Regions from separate parts of the Mus musculus genome. Here region 1 is linked to region 2. The links are chromatin contacts, called in public targeted proximity ligation maps. All regions are on one chromosome and are shown on one strand. The core of a region is the stretch at or near the end of the contact, and the rest is flanking DNA. Distances in the headings are between cores, read along the strand shown.

Region 1 (3,355 bases), core at 510-3,009, 1.4 Mb before region 2:
AAGGAGATAGACGGGTTAGTGGGTGGGTAAACGGAATTTGATCCCCAGAACCCATGCAAAGGCCTAAAAGCTAGCCGCAGCACACTGGCATCTCTAATCCCATTAAGCCCGGCGGAAATGGCAAGCGGAGATCAGACTCTCCAGAGGCTCAAGGACCAGCGCCCCTGACTCCCCGCTTGGCACAGAAAGGAAGAAAATAGCGTCTGTCCAGCAGCTGAGGAACCTCAGGTCCCATCAGCTTTCCCAGGTTAGGCTGGTTTTCAGGGTCACCAAGGAAAAGGGAGCTACGGGGAGAAGGGCTGGAATGTAGAAATAGACGCAGACGGTACACTACGTGTGGTACTGCCCCAACTCTCCTCCTCTCCCTGGGTTGCTGCTCTCCATGGGTAAGCAGGACTCTAAGGAAGAACACTAACTCCCTCTGCTGGAATTCTGGACGAGCCCCGCAACTCCCGGCCAAGGTTGAGGGAGTGGCAAGTTCTGATTGCTCCCAAAGAAGACTGTCAAGTGCTTTAGGATCCTGGGCAGACTTGCAACAAGGGAGAGCTCTCTTTTCTAAAAAGGAACCAATCTGAGGTTACCTTCAACCCCGCTTGACCCAGCCCCCATGGTCACGCCCACTAGCAGCCCAGCCAATGGCCTTAGCCGCTCATTGGGAGGAGGATCGGCCCGGAATAATAAGGGAAGCACTGGCGCTGAAAGGCAGGGGCAGCTGGACTGCCACTCAGGGCTATTTGGGGCTCTGCACTTTGCATTCCAGTTAGCGACTAGGTCGTCCGGGACCCGTGGCCCCTTCCTGGCATGCCCGTCCAGGAGGAGAAATACTTTCATTCTTGAGGGAGTCAGTGATTCTCACAAGCCCACGCCCGATGTCAGCCTGCTCTCCAAGTTCTATGATCCCAGTCCCTCAAGAAGGAGCAAAGTGCTGGCAAGGGGCCAGAAGCCAGCAGGAGGGCAAAACGGGCACCTACCATACTCCCAGAGAGGCCCCCGAGCTGCCATTCTTGGGGCTACCTGACCCTACCTGATAGGCCAAGCTTCTACACTTTGCCTTTGCACACTCCCAGCCTGACCTTGGGGAAGTGAACTCTGGCCCTAAGCCTCAGTTTCCCTCCTGTGCATGCATGGAGGAAGGTGGCAGATCCCAGAGGATCTGGGGGTGTGGGGGGTGTGGACTACCTGGGACCATTGCTGAGGTAAGGCCGCCTTCCCCACTCGTTTAGTCAAGGGGTAACCTGGTGTAGGAGCTGGGTATGGATGTGGGCTAAAGGGGTTCCCGAGTGTCTCAGTTGCTCGTGGAGTGCCTTTCGGCCGGGGAGACCCACGCCCTGCGCTCACACTTACATTTGGCCTCCTTCCAGTCGGTGGAGGTGCTCAGGTCCACCTTCGCGGCCATGGCCAGGGGGGCCCAGGTGCGCACCCAGGCTCCACGCCCCGCCGCCCCCCACGCCCCAACTCCCGCCGAGAGCCACGCGCAGTAGCCGTGCTCGCCCAGTGCCACCAGGGGACCGCACGCACTGCCACGGGGCCGCGGGCCACCCGCCGAGCGGCCGGGCCAGGGGCGCAGGGAGACCAGCAGCTGCCCCGCCGCGCGCAGCTGTGCCAGGCGGCCGGACACTTGGCTCTGCAGCGACATGAGCAGGCGGTGCCGGGCGGCTCCCCGCCCACTCGGACTCTATTTACGGTGCTCCGGAGAGTCGCGCTCGGTCCCTTATTTACTCTGGGACGAGAGTGGCGCGTGCCAGCCCGTGGCGACCTGCTTAGAGACCGCGGGCGGCGCGCCGCTGGGCACCCTGGAACTTGTAGTTCCGTCCCGGCCCACTGCGCTCACGCACTGGTAGCACACACGTGCGCACCCAGCCTGTCTGTGTCCTCCCGAGTGTGGCTGCAGCCAACCTTCCGAAGCTCGGTGATTCGACAAGGCACTCCGTGCGTGGGTTTTCCCGCCAAGTCGGCTTCTAGTTCTTTCCGCCTAGTTGCCGTGGCTCATAAGTAAACTCGGTCCTATCGCGTGTTTTGTAGGCATAGAGAGACCTGGACTTGTGTTGGTGCCTCCGCATCACCCAGCTCTGCTTCTGATCCACAGCAGCTGCACGTTCCAGCCTGCCAAGGTGGGGCGGGGGTGATAGGTGCCGCGGACCTATGTGTTAGGGTGGGGCAACTTTTCTGAAGAGCTCGACCTCCCTTAAGCTCCAAGAGCCAAGCAGCGCCGACTGAATTCCACAGCAGCTCACAAGACATTAGTGAGATTTGACAGGAAGAAACCTAGGTGTCAAATAGGCATGGTAAGGCATACTTACAATCCAGCATTCCAGAGGGTGAGGGCGGAGGATCTTAGGAAAGTTTAGGATCAGCCTGACTTACAAGGCAGCCACATAGCAAGACCCTGTCTCAGTCAATAGGTCAGTCTAACAATCAATATAAAAAAGAGCCGGGCAGTGGTGGCGTATGCCTTTAATCCCAGCACTTGGGAGGCAGAGGCAAGCTGATTTCTGAGTTCGAGGCTAGCCTGGTCTACAGAGAGTTCCAGACAGCCAGAGCTACACAGAGAAACCCTGTCTTCAAAAACCAAAAACCAAAAAAAAAAAGGAGAAAAGGAGAGAGAATATGGATCTATAAATGTGGGTGTATAGAAACACTAGAGTAGTGACCTAAGAAGGATAATTTTTTTCTTCTTTATTTTTCTCCTTTTCTTTTGTTGTTGTTGTTGTTGTTGTTGTTGTTTTTTTTTTTTCTTCTCGAGACAGAGTTTCTCTTTGTAGCCCTGGCTGTCCTGGAACTCACTCTGCAGACCAGGCTGGCCTCAAACTCAGAAATCTGCTTGCCTCTGCCTCCCAAGTGCTGGGATTAAAGGCGTGCGCCACCACTGCCCGGCTAATTTTTTTTTTCCTCATATTCCATAATGACATATGCCTGTAACCTGTTCCCGGTTAGCCACTACTTCATATTCAGTTCCACACCAGCCTGGCCTACCTGAGAGCTGGTTGTCAGAGCTACCCAGTGAGACTCTACATTTTTATTTAAAAAGAAAGCGGGGGTGGGGGAGGGATTTAAATCCCGGGGCTGGAGAGATGACTCAGCAGTTAAGATCCCTGACTGCTGTTCCAGAGGACCAGAATTCTATTTCCAGCCCTCACATGGTGGCTCAAAAATCTTCTGTAACTCCAGTTCCAAGGGATGCCACGCCCTCTTCTGGCCTTGCATGGAGTAGTGCACAGCCACACAGGCTGGAAAACACCCAAACACATTAAAAAAAATTTTAGAAATTGTTACTGTGAACCTTAATATCTGAGCCATCTCTCCAGGCCTTGCTCCCTAAACTTTACAAATAAAGATTTAGTTCCTGGGAAACAAA
Region 2 (3,744 bases), core at 1,018-3,517:
CCCAACTCCACAGCTCTCAGGTATGTCTAGGCTTCCCACTCCTTACCCACTGGCAAGTCTCTGAGGGAGCTGGCCCTCGCAGGCCTCCAAGCCAGTGCCCCACCTCAGCCACAGGGGCTTCCTTTCCCAGACCTAAGCACACGAAATGGAACGTACTCCCCTTCCAAGGGCATCGTACTGCTTGCTTGCTTGCTTGCTTTTTTTTGTACTTCTTTCTCGTGCACGGAATGTTCTTTTGGGTCTGTCTGCTTTTTCTCACCATTTAAGAGTTAGCACAGAGGCCTTCTGTAACCCTCCAACCCAAAGTCGTGAGACCTGTGCAGCAGGACACGGTGCTACATGCCTATTCCCCTGGAGTTGAGAAGAGGAGGCAGGGGAACCCTAACGAGTTCAAGGCCAGCTTGAGCTTCCTGAGACCAGACTCCTCCTCCTAATTTATAACTGTGTTTTCTTTCCATCATGGAAGTTATAATTCTCTACCAGTATCTCGTCTATCTGTCTGTACAATTATCGCCTGGTTTTACCAACTGGTATTTAAGCTCTAGGAGGGTCCATTTGGATATCTTTCTGATCCAAGAGGCTAAGAGGCTGGCCTGTCCAGCCATAGGGTTTGTGGCTCTAAGAAGATAAGGAGTTCCCAACTGTTAGAGAATTCAAGACAAAGGAGGTCTGTTTGCAAACTGGAGACAGAGTTAAGAACTCTGGATTCTGCCTGTGTTTAGAAAAGAGCAACACTGTAAGAGCTGCCTGGCCGGCCTGCTCCTACCCTGCCCTCACACCACCCCCAGCCCATAGGGAACTCACCTATGGATACTGCGGTCTGGGCAGAGGTCAGCCTCATAGTAGCCATCCCGGCAGTCCTTCCCCACAAGTTCATGTGGATGAGGCCGGTGAGGTGGATCCTTGGTGACCAGGGAGATTCGAACTGTTCCTGGTCCTGTGTAGCCATTGATCTGTCCAAAGTACAGAGTACTCTAGTGGCCAGCAATCCCTAATCTGGCTCTTAGACACAGGGCACGGTGACCAGGAGGCAAGTCTGCTGGGGCTGCACAGTGCGTTCCACCACATCTGTGTCCCAGCGACACCCCTGGGGGCTCTTGCTTACCTTGATGGTGGGGTGTGTCTTGGTGGTATCTGTGCTTCTCTCGCCAGGAATACTGCCCGCTGAGCGCCCCTCGCATTTATAGCGGAATCGCATGCCCCGTTGCTTCGGCTGTTCGATGATCTCCACATAAGGCCCAGAAGCCTGGGCTGGCTCTGTGGGTGACACAGTCAGCCATCAGGTGCTATCCCCACGGCCCCGACTCCAGGACAGCCCCTGACTACTGAGGATGGATGGTCCAACTTACCTGAGGGAAAGATGAGGGGAAACAGATCTGAAAGGGAAAGACAAGGCACATTGTCAATAAACTCCAGTGCCCACCCTCACCTGCGAAGGCCTGACAGAGCCAAGCTCCCTCCCTTCCAAGAAAACTGAGCCAAGACCCTGAAACCTGCCCTGACAGAGGCCGGGGAACTAGAGAAAGGGGACACAGAGGCATTCCTTTGCCAGGGGAAACTGAGTCAGTGCCTGTTTTACGTTCATAAGTGACACTGAGGAGGGGGTAATACCCTCCTCTCCTCTTCTGGGGAAACTGAGTCAGATACTTTCTTCCTTACACGGAAAGGAAGCCAGAACTAATCGCATCGACACGGGGGTGGGGGGAGCCGGAGGAAACGGAGTCAAGATTCACCCGTACCCCCACCCAGGAGGGACACTGAGTCAAGGCGCCCTCCACTGAGAGGGGTAACTGAGTCAGACCCCCTCGCAGCCCGCCCCGCCCCGTGCCACCATCCGGCCTGCCGCTCCCTGCGCAGCAACCCGCGGCGCAGAAAGGGGCGGAAGACGGCGCGGGGAGGGGGGAGATTCCGCCGCAGGCCCCGGAGCTCTAGGGCAGCCATCCCCCGAGCCAGAGGGCAGCCTCACCGTCCATGGTCAGGGTCCCGGGGGCGGGGCCGGGGTCGCAGCTGAGCCCACGGCGCGCTAAAGTAAAGCCATTCGCCAGAGGCGGAAATGCGCGGCGCGCGCCCGTCGTCGCGTCACTGCCCGGAATCCGGCCGCGCCTGCGCGCTGAGCCGCCGCCACCGCCACCGCCGCGCGTGGGGGGCCGAGAGCAGGTGCGCGACTCACGCTGGGCGCGGAAGGTGTGCGGCGGGCGCGCGGGCGGGGACACCGCAGCGCGGCGGGAGGACGCCGAGGCTGTTTGTCCCGAGGCCGGCCCGACTACAAGCTCCGCAGCGCGGCTCGCTCGGGGTCCCGGTCCCGTTCCCGGCCCCGCCTGGAGGGCGGGCCCGCGATTACTCACTCTGTTTTTAGGGGATTTCGGGTCCCGTTCCCCGCCCCGCTCTGATCTCAGGAGTTTGGTGATGTCACCCTGGCCGGGACTGGAGCCGAGCCAGGGCTGGTGGCAGGCTGCGGCCATTCGCCCTGCGCAGGGAGAGGCCCAGGCCTGCTGCTCCCGCGGAGGCCAGTGACTGAATTCCACACGTTTTCCTAAGCGTGCAGGGGCCTTCTGGGGACCCGCGTGCTACGGGCCACATGCTCCCCAACCTAGATCCGGCTGCGCGCAGGAGTGCTTCGCGGAGCGAGCGTGCTGCATCCGACAGGCCTTAGGGTAGAGGGGCAGACCGAGGACTAGGCAGACACCTGTACCTCTAAGAGTCCCTGAGAGCCATGAGTGCTGGAAGAGCCCCAGGGCTTCGTCTGCACACATAGGTGCTGTCTGCTAAGGTTTAGATCTTTAGGGATCTCCGGAACCAGCTAGGGTCACACCGTGAACATCTCCTTCAAGGCCTCCCAGGAGTCCAGGCTCCAATGAGGAAAGCGTTTGTAGGGAGCAAAAATTGCCATCTAAGCCAAGGGCAGGTGTGCAGATTGAGTGTGGGGACTCTGGCCGGAGGACGCAACACATCAGGCTGCCTCCACTATGCCAGAAGGAGGAGGCGCCTCCCGGGCCACAGGAGGTTTCAGCACTCAGAGAAAGACTTATTTTCTCTAAATTAGGAAATCATGTGGGAATTGGAAAAGATTGGAAATTCTGAATTGCTTTCCCAGGCTCTGAAAAAAACAGGAAGACAAAAGTGAAAATAGTTACGCCCCTCCCACTCATTTCAGTTTCTCACTTGGCGCAGATTAGAAAAAGCAGTTTAATATTTTGCGAGGGCGGATGTCAAGGCGACAGAATGAATATAATCTCCAATTAATGGCACACAGCCATCATTGGTCCTCACATGAACCACTTGTAAAAACACATATAGTTACAATTTAAGTTAATATGAATACCAGCGTCCTTACTAAAAAGTAAAGGCTAGAAATGAGAACTCAGTAGTTTTTGCATAACGTTGCAGGAAGCTGGGATTTGATCTCTGACTCCAGGATGCTCCAGTAATCCCAGCGCTCATGGGGTCAGACGTTCAACGTCATCCTCCTCTACATAGTTTGAACCCATCCAGAACTACAGAAGATGCTCTTTAAAAAAGGATGGTTGCAGGCTGGAGAGATGGCCCATCAGTTAAGAGTCGATAATGCCCTTGCAGAAGACCAGAGTCCAGTTATCAGCAACTGTAACTGCAGCTTCCGGAGACCTCACACTGTTCTGGGCTCTTGAGAGCAACTGCATTCACATGTGCACATATATACAAAAATAAAAATAATAAAATAAAATAAAAGATAAATGTGAGTTGTGTTTGGTAGTGCAGGCCTTT

What was found.
Region 1: a targeted proximity ligation map of pancreatic cancer cells shows a contact between it and region 2. A contact is called at or near these places in 1 of 39 promoter capture datasets (liver) and 1 of 130 datasets of targeted methods (pancreatic cancer cells).

What each region holds. Positions count from the first base shown.
Region 1 is chr19:7,055,172-7,058,526 of GRCm38.p6, reverse strand. Macrod1 (mono-ADP ribosylhydrolase 1) reads right to left here and starts at 1,759. Exons shown (of 11, transcript NM_134147.4): 1 at 1,345-1,759. The coding sequence starts at 1,636.
Region 2 is chr19:5,636,064-5,639,807 of GRCm38.p6, reverse strand. Rela (v-rel reticuloendotheliosis viral oncogene homolog A (avian)) reads right to left here and starts at 2,267. Exons shown (of 11, transcript NM_009045.5): 1 at 1,967-2,267; 2 at 1,350-1,376; 3 at 1,106-1,257; 4 at 805-953. The coding sequence starts at 1,973.